Linked DNA regions of Sus scrofa: region 1 is linked to region 2. A link is a contact called in public HiChIP or PLAC-seq data. All regions are on one chromosome and are shown on one strand. The core of a region is the stretch at or near the end of the contact, and the rest is flanking DNA. Distances in the headings are between cores, read along the strand shown. Region 1 holds the start of PRKCD (protein kinase C delta type). Region 2 holds the start of RFT1 (protein RFT1 homolog).

Evidence for each region. HiChIP or PLAC-seq counts read pairs in DNA pulled down with a chosen protein or histone mark.
Region 1: a contact with region 2 is called in an H3K27ac HiChIP or PLAC-seq map of alveolar macrophages. The contact joins the promoter of PRKCD here to the promoter of RFT1 in region 2. A contact is called at or near these places in 1 of 47 Hi-C or Micro-C datasets (liver) and 1 of 2 datasets of contacts at active chromatin or transcription factors (alveolar macrophages).

What each region holds. Positions count from the first base shown.
Region 1 is chr13:35,289,521-35,292,277 of Sscrofa11.1, forward strand. PRKCD (protein kinase C delta type) reads left to right here and starts at 1,315. Exons shown (of 19, transcript XM_021068961.1): 1 at 1,315-1,541.
Region 2 is chr13:35,256,370-35,259,318 of Sscrofa11.1, forward strand. RFT1 (protein RFT1 homolog) reads right to left here and starts at 1,437. Exons shown (of 14, transcript XR_002337566.1): 1 at 1,323-1,437.

The DNA.
Region 1 (2,757 bases), core at 65-2,564, 33 kb after region 2:
CCTTGCCCCCCAACACACACACACACACACACACACACACACACACACACACACAAAATGGTTTCAGGATTCACATTTTTACCAGGGCTCCCCATCCCTGGAGGTCTCCTTGGACACCTGCTCTCCCAATTCCCACAGCCCTGTAACTCACCTGGTCTGGCCCCTTCTCTCCACCCATCTTCCCCAACCCAGGGTCTTCTCATCAGAACATCATAGCAACCCCTCTGTCCCTATCCAGCCTCTCTCTTCTCCTATAGCCACTCTGTCCCATCCATTTTCCCCCAGAGGCCCAGTCCATTGTAATGGCTGCTAGCACTTGCTCCTTGAGAAGACTGAAGTCTTGTCCATGGCCTGTCTCAGCCATGGGCCCCTTGATCAGCTCAAGTCTCTCCAGGAATTGCCCCCACTTTCGTCCCTTCAGTCTTAGCTGGAAAGAGCTGTCCACACTGTCCCCATCACCTCTCAGTGTCCCCCAGGAAGTCTGGGACCTGGAACCTTCTTCTTTGCCTCTGGAAAGTGACATTTCTTTCAAGTATGGAGTCACTGGATGGTTTTCTGAGCTTTGGGGGCAAGGGAACAGACTTCCTGGGCCTTACTCTTTCCCTAGACTTGAGGCCCAGAGGATACCCAGTGAATGAATGAATAAATGAGTTATGCCAGATAACCAAGTTCTAAGTCTGGAAAGGAATCTCCCCCAGGTGATGAAGAACTCTGAAAAGAAGCGTCAGGAGAGAGGAATACTGGTGGAGCCTGGTAGCGACTCCTCCCAGAATCGCTTGACTAGCAGCGGTAGACCAGCTAGAATTTCCCACCCTGGAGTCTTCCCACTCGTCTCCGGGGGCAGGGCCAGGACTAGCCGGCCTGGCGGCGGGCACCCAGCCCGGCCGCGTCCGAACTCCAGCCAACAGGAAGAGAAAGAGCAAGACTGGGAGAGGCGGGCCAGCTGGCGGGCGGGGAGTCCCAGGCGCCGGCGCTGGGAGCTGGGGAACCCCCGCTGGCGCCTCCCCGACTCGGTGTGCGAGGAGTAGGGTGGGGAGAGCGCGCCCCTGGGCCTCAGCGTCCTCTGTAAGATGGGGCCCTTTCTGAGGGATGGTACGTGCCCTAATGGCGGGCGGGGGCAAGGAGCACCGGAGCTGGCGGAGCGGCCCAGACACTGTCCGGCGGGCCAGGAGATGCCTAGTCGCGAGACCCTCACGGGGCAGCTGGTGGAGGTGGGGCCTCAGGGGGGCGGGCACTCGTGGGGGCGGGCCCAGATCGGGGGCGGGGCCGGGGCCGGGGCCGGCACCTGGGTGAGGTCGCGCCGCCCCGCCCCCTTGCACTTCCGTGTGCCCTGCGCGGGAGCGGGAGGCGGCGGCCCCGGGATCCCTTGAGCGACCCCCGGCGTCTGCCCTCCGCGCCGAGGCCTGGGTGGTACCTCGCCGGCCGCCGGGCCCGTTCCGGTCGGGCGCTCACCGACCCCGGTCCGCGCGCGTGCCCCGGAGCCGCGCCGCGAGCCGGACCCCAGCCACCGCGACCCCTGGCGCCTGGCCCTGAGCCCGGAGGTGAGTGAGGGCCGGGCCCTGACGTGGGATTGGATTGCCCCGAGGGCGCGCAGCCCCTCCCTTTCCCTCCCTGCTCAGGTTCCCGTTTCCGAAACTGAGCCGCGGCTGGCGAAAGTCCCTCTGCGCATCGAGACTCGCCGGTGCCTCCGTGCCCCCGTCCGCCCGTCTGTCCCTCTGTCCAGCGGTAGGGGCAAGGGGCTCTCGTCCGTCTTGTTCCCGGCCTTTCTCTACCTGCCTGGGTTCCTAGCGTCTCCGAGGGTCTGCCCGTCCCTTCCGAATCTTTGGGGCCTTCTGTCCGTCCATCCGTCCCCACCCCTAAGTTCCCTCGTCCTCCTCTCCCTACTCCCCGTCCGTCTGTCCTTCACCTTCCTCGCGCTCCATCACCCCGCCCCCATCCCACCTCCGGTCGCCCCCTAGATCCCATCCTCCTGGAACGGCGCCTCCAACCCACGCTCGCCGTCGCATGCCTGTCTGGTCGCCTTTCTTTTTCTTCCGCGGGTGTGAGGCCAGGCTGCCCGCCGGGCCTTGCCTCTCGCCCCTGGGACCCTGCCCGGCCCAGCCCTCGCGGCGCCTCCTTCTTGCTCTCTCCTTTCAGACTCTAGGTCTTTCTCCCCATCTCTCTCCGGGCTGGGAGTGGCTTCAGTCTCTACCATCCGTCTCCCTTCCCGTCCCGCCCCTGCGACCCTCTGAGCCTCCTCCTCCGGTGGCCCCTTTCCAATCCCCACGCCTCCCCCGTGGGGGCCCAGCCAGGAGAGGGGAGGGGGTGGAGGAGAGCAGAGGTGAAGAGGCAAGAGGTGGGCACGGCAGAACTGCCCCACTCTGCCAAACTCCCCCATTTGCCCTTGTCGGGGATGGGAGAGCCCACTGAACCCCCCACTTAAACCTGGTCAGAAGGATTTGGTGTGACTACACGACCTTTCTTTCCCCTCTGGCCTCTGCACTAAATGCCTGGATCCTGTCTTGTGTTGAGTTGCCTGTATCTGGGCATGTGGATGTATTGTGTGTTTCCCTGTGTGTCCTCACTGGGTCTGGGATTTGCCCCTGTGTGTCCTTTTAAATGTGTGACTTGCTTGTGTATGTGAGTATGTCTATTTGAGTGTCCTAGGCTTTGTGTGCCCTTGGCAGCTATGTGTGTACTATGTTCTGTCACCAAACACCCCTCTATGTGTTGGGGTATGTGTCTCTGTGTGCCTGCTGGATGGGCTCTATGCTGCAC
Region 2 (2,949 bases), core at 187-2,686:
GAGGTTGCATTACCGTTCTCATTTAAGATGAGGAATCTGATGATTGCAGAAGTCAAGAGATTTTCCCCAAGGGCAAGCATCTAATGACAAGGCCCAAACTTGAGTCCCAGTCTGCCTGGTTCTTTCTCCAAACCTCTATGTGAAATGCTGCCTAAGGGAGAGGATGGATTCAGGACCTTTGTGAAGAAAGGCTGAATGGCTCAAGAATGAGACAGAGGGGAGTTCCCATCGTGGCGCATTGGTTAACAAATCTGACTAGGAACCATGAGGTTGCGGGTTCGATCCCTGGCCTTGCTCAATGGCTTAAGGATCTGGCGTCGCCTGTGAGCTATGGTGTAGGTCGAAGATGTGGCTCGGATCCCGCGTTGCTGTGGCTCTGGCGTAGGCTGGCAGCTACAGCTCTGATTTGACCCCTAGCCTGGGAACCTCCATATGCCGTTGGGAGCGGCCCAAGAAATAGCAAAAAGACAAGAAAAAAAAAAAAAAAAAAAAAAAAAAAGAACGAGACAGAGAAATTGCACCTTAGTTTGATTCAGAATAACCTAGTTTTAGGGTTAAAAGAATTTCTATGATACCATTTGGACTACCTGGCATGTACCATATCTAACAGATGATGAAAATTAGGGCTGAGGGGAAGTGACTTGGCCAAGGTCACATTGCCAGAAGGAAGATGCAGCCAACATGTACTAAGTGCCTGAGCATACTACTGTGTCAAATGCAATTATCCAAATAACCCCAACCCAGCCTCACAGCAACTTTATGAGCTAGATAATATTATTACCCCCGTTTTCTGAGGGAGGAGCTGAGGCTTAGCAGGTGAAGTCGCTTGTTCTGGGCCATGCAACAATCACTGAGGCAGAACCAAGATTCCAATTCGGGCCTGTTTGAGCCGAGGTCCCTGTTCTTAGCTACATCATATTGTCTCTCAGAACTCAGTGGGATTCAGAGAGTTTGAAAAAGTGTTTCAGGGTAAGAGTGGGACATGGAGAAAATAAACCCATTGCCTTAAAAAGTATCAGATTCTAGAACACCCCTGCCACCTAATCTAACCCTCCCCCATTCCCATTATATGGGAAACATAATGCTCAAAAGTAAAGTGGCTTGTTTAGAGTCTCCCAGCCAGGATTCTGAACCCAGGCTCCCAGTTCTGGGCCCAGGTGTGCCCTCTCTGCAGTAGCGGCCACCGCCTCCCGCCGAACCCCTCTGTAGTAGCGGAGAGGTTGTCGGGGCTGAATCTGCCCCGGCGTGGGCTCTCAAGAGCCGGAGGGCCGCCTCCCTGAATCCCGGCTGCGGGAAGGGCTGGGGCCGGCCAGGCGGAGTACCTGCAGGAGCAGACCGGAGGAGGCCAGACGGGCCGCCTGGCCCAGGACCTCCCGGCTGCTCATATCCTCCGCGCTGGGGCTCAGTCACCAGGAAACGCCGCCGCCAGCGGGCTTGGTCGCTAGAAGATAGCGACACGGAGCAGCTCGCTCGCTGATTGGTGGTTTGGGTACAGCGGGGGCGGGACACGGGAAGTTTTGGCCCTTTAAGTGGGCGGGTTCCGAAGCGTCAGTGCAGTTGCGCCGTATCACCTCTGGTGCTTGCGCTAACCTGTGGTTTTTGTGCCTGTACCTCCCTGTGCCAAGATAAGTGAAATACTGTGACCATACTAAGAAATGCTGCTAAAATAGCCAAAGCCCCTTCCCTGAGGCTCCCAGCCCACCAAGAAAACACTAACTTCCCTGACTGTACCAAAGCAGCGAACTGTTCACTGGCATCCATAATGAGATTCTTGCTGGTTGGCCTTTGTTTATAAAATTGCACCCACAGCCCCCTGAATCAGACTAGACAGGATTATTGCAATTTTACAACGAAAGAACTGAGGATCATAAAGTAAATACAGCATTTTCGCATGTGTGGTTTTGTGTAATTCTTTCTGAAGTGCTGAAAATTGGGTCCTGTTGTCAGAGATGGATAAGGTGAGACTTGGAGATGTGACCTGTTCATATATACACACCTTGTACCTAGGTGGAGGAGAGCCCAGGCCCCTGATCCTAAATTTGCCTCTCTTGCCTGCATGCTACCAATTGTGATGACAAAGCAGAAGAATGATAGGAAAGTGCTTCAAAAAAAGCGCCCAACACAATCAGCTGTTGGTCTATGTTCCTATCATCTGCTCTGCAGTCCATAGGAAGTCCCATCTATCTCTTTTAGGCCTTGGGTGATTTGACCCCAACCTACCTTCTCAACCACCTTTCATGCTCTCACTGCCCTTTTACAACGCATTCTAGGCTCTAGCCATTTAGAGCCCTTATGGTTCCTCAAATAGACCCTAATTCGCCTTGCTCTGCTGCCATCTATACCCACCGTGCCTTCCCCTGAGGGCACTGTCTACACTCCCAGGCCCCAGTGTCCTGACTTTTGTGAGTACAGTAGCATCTGTTATGGATTGAATGTTTGTGTCCTCTCCAAATTCATATGTTGAAGCCCTATTTACCACCAATGTGTTAGTAATTGGAGGTGGGGCCTTTGGGAGATAATTAGGTTATAAGAGTGGAGCCTTAATGAATGGGATTAGTGACCTTGTAAGAAGCGATGAGAGAGATGAAATCTCTCCCTTCCATGTAAAGATACAACAAGAAGGCAGCTATCTGCAAACCAGGAAGAGGGCTCTCACCAAGACCCAAATCAGTCAGCACTTTATCTTGGACCTCCCAGCCTTCAGAACTGCAGGAAAAAAATTCCTGTTGTTTCAGCCTCCTAGTCTATGGTATTCTATTACAGCAGCCTAAGCAAACTAAGACAGCACCTGTAAAGCACTTTGTAACCCTTTATAGCCCTTGGCATAGTCTGCTTCGCAGTGAAGAGACTAAACTATGTTTCTGTCTAAACAGTCCATGAGCTCTAAGAAGGCAGGAATGAAACCCACTTGGCTTTGTCATCTGTAGCAGTGGCAGAGAAAGTTCCTAG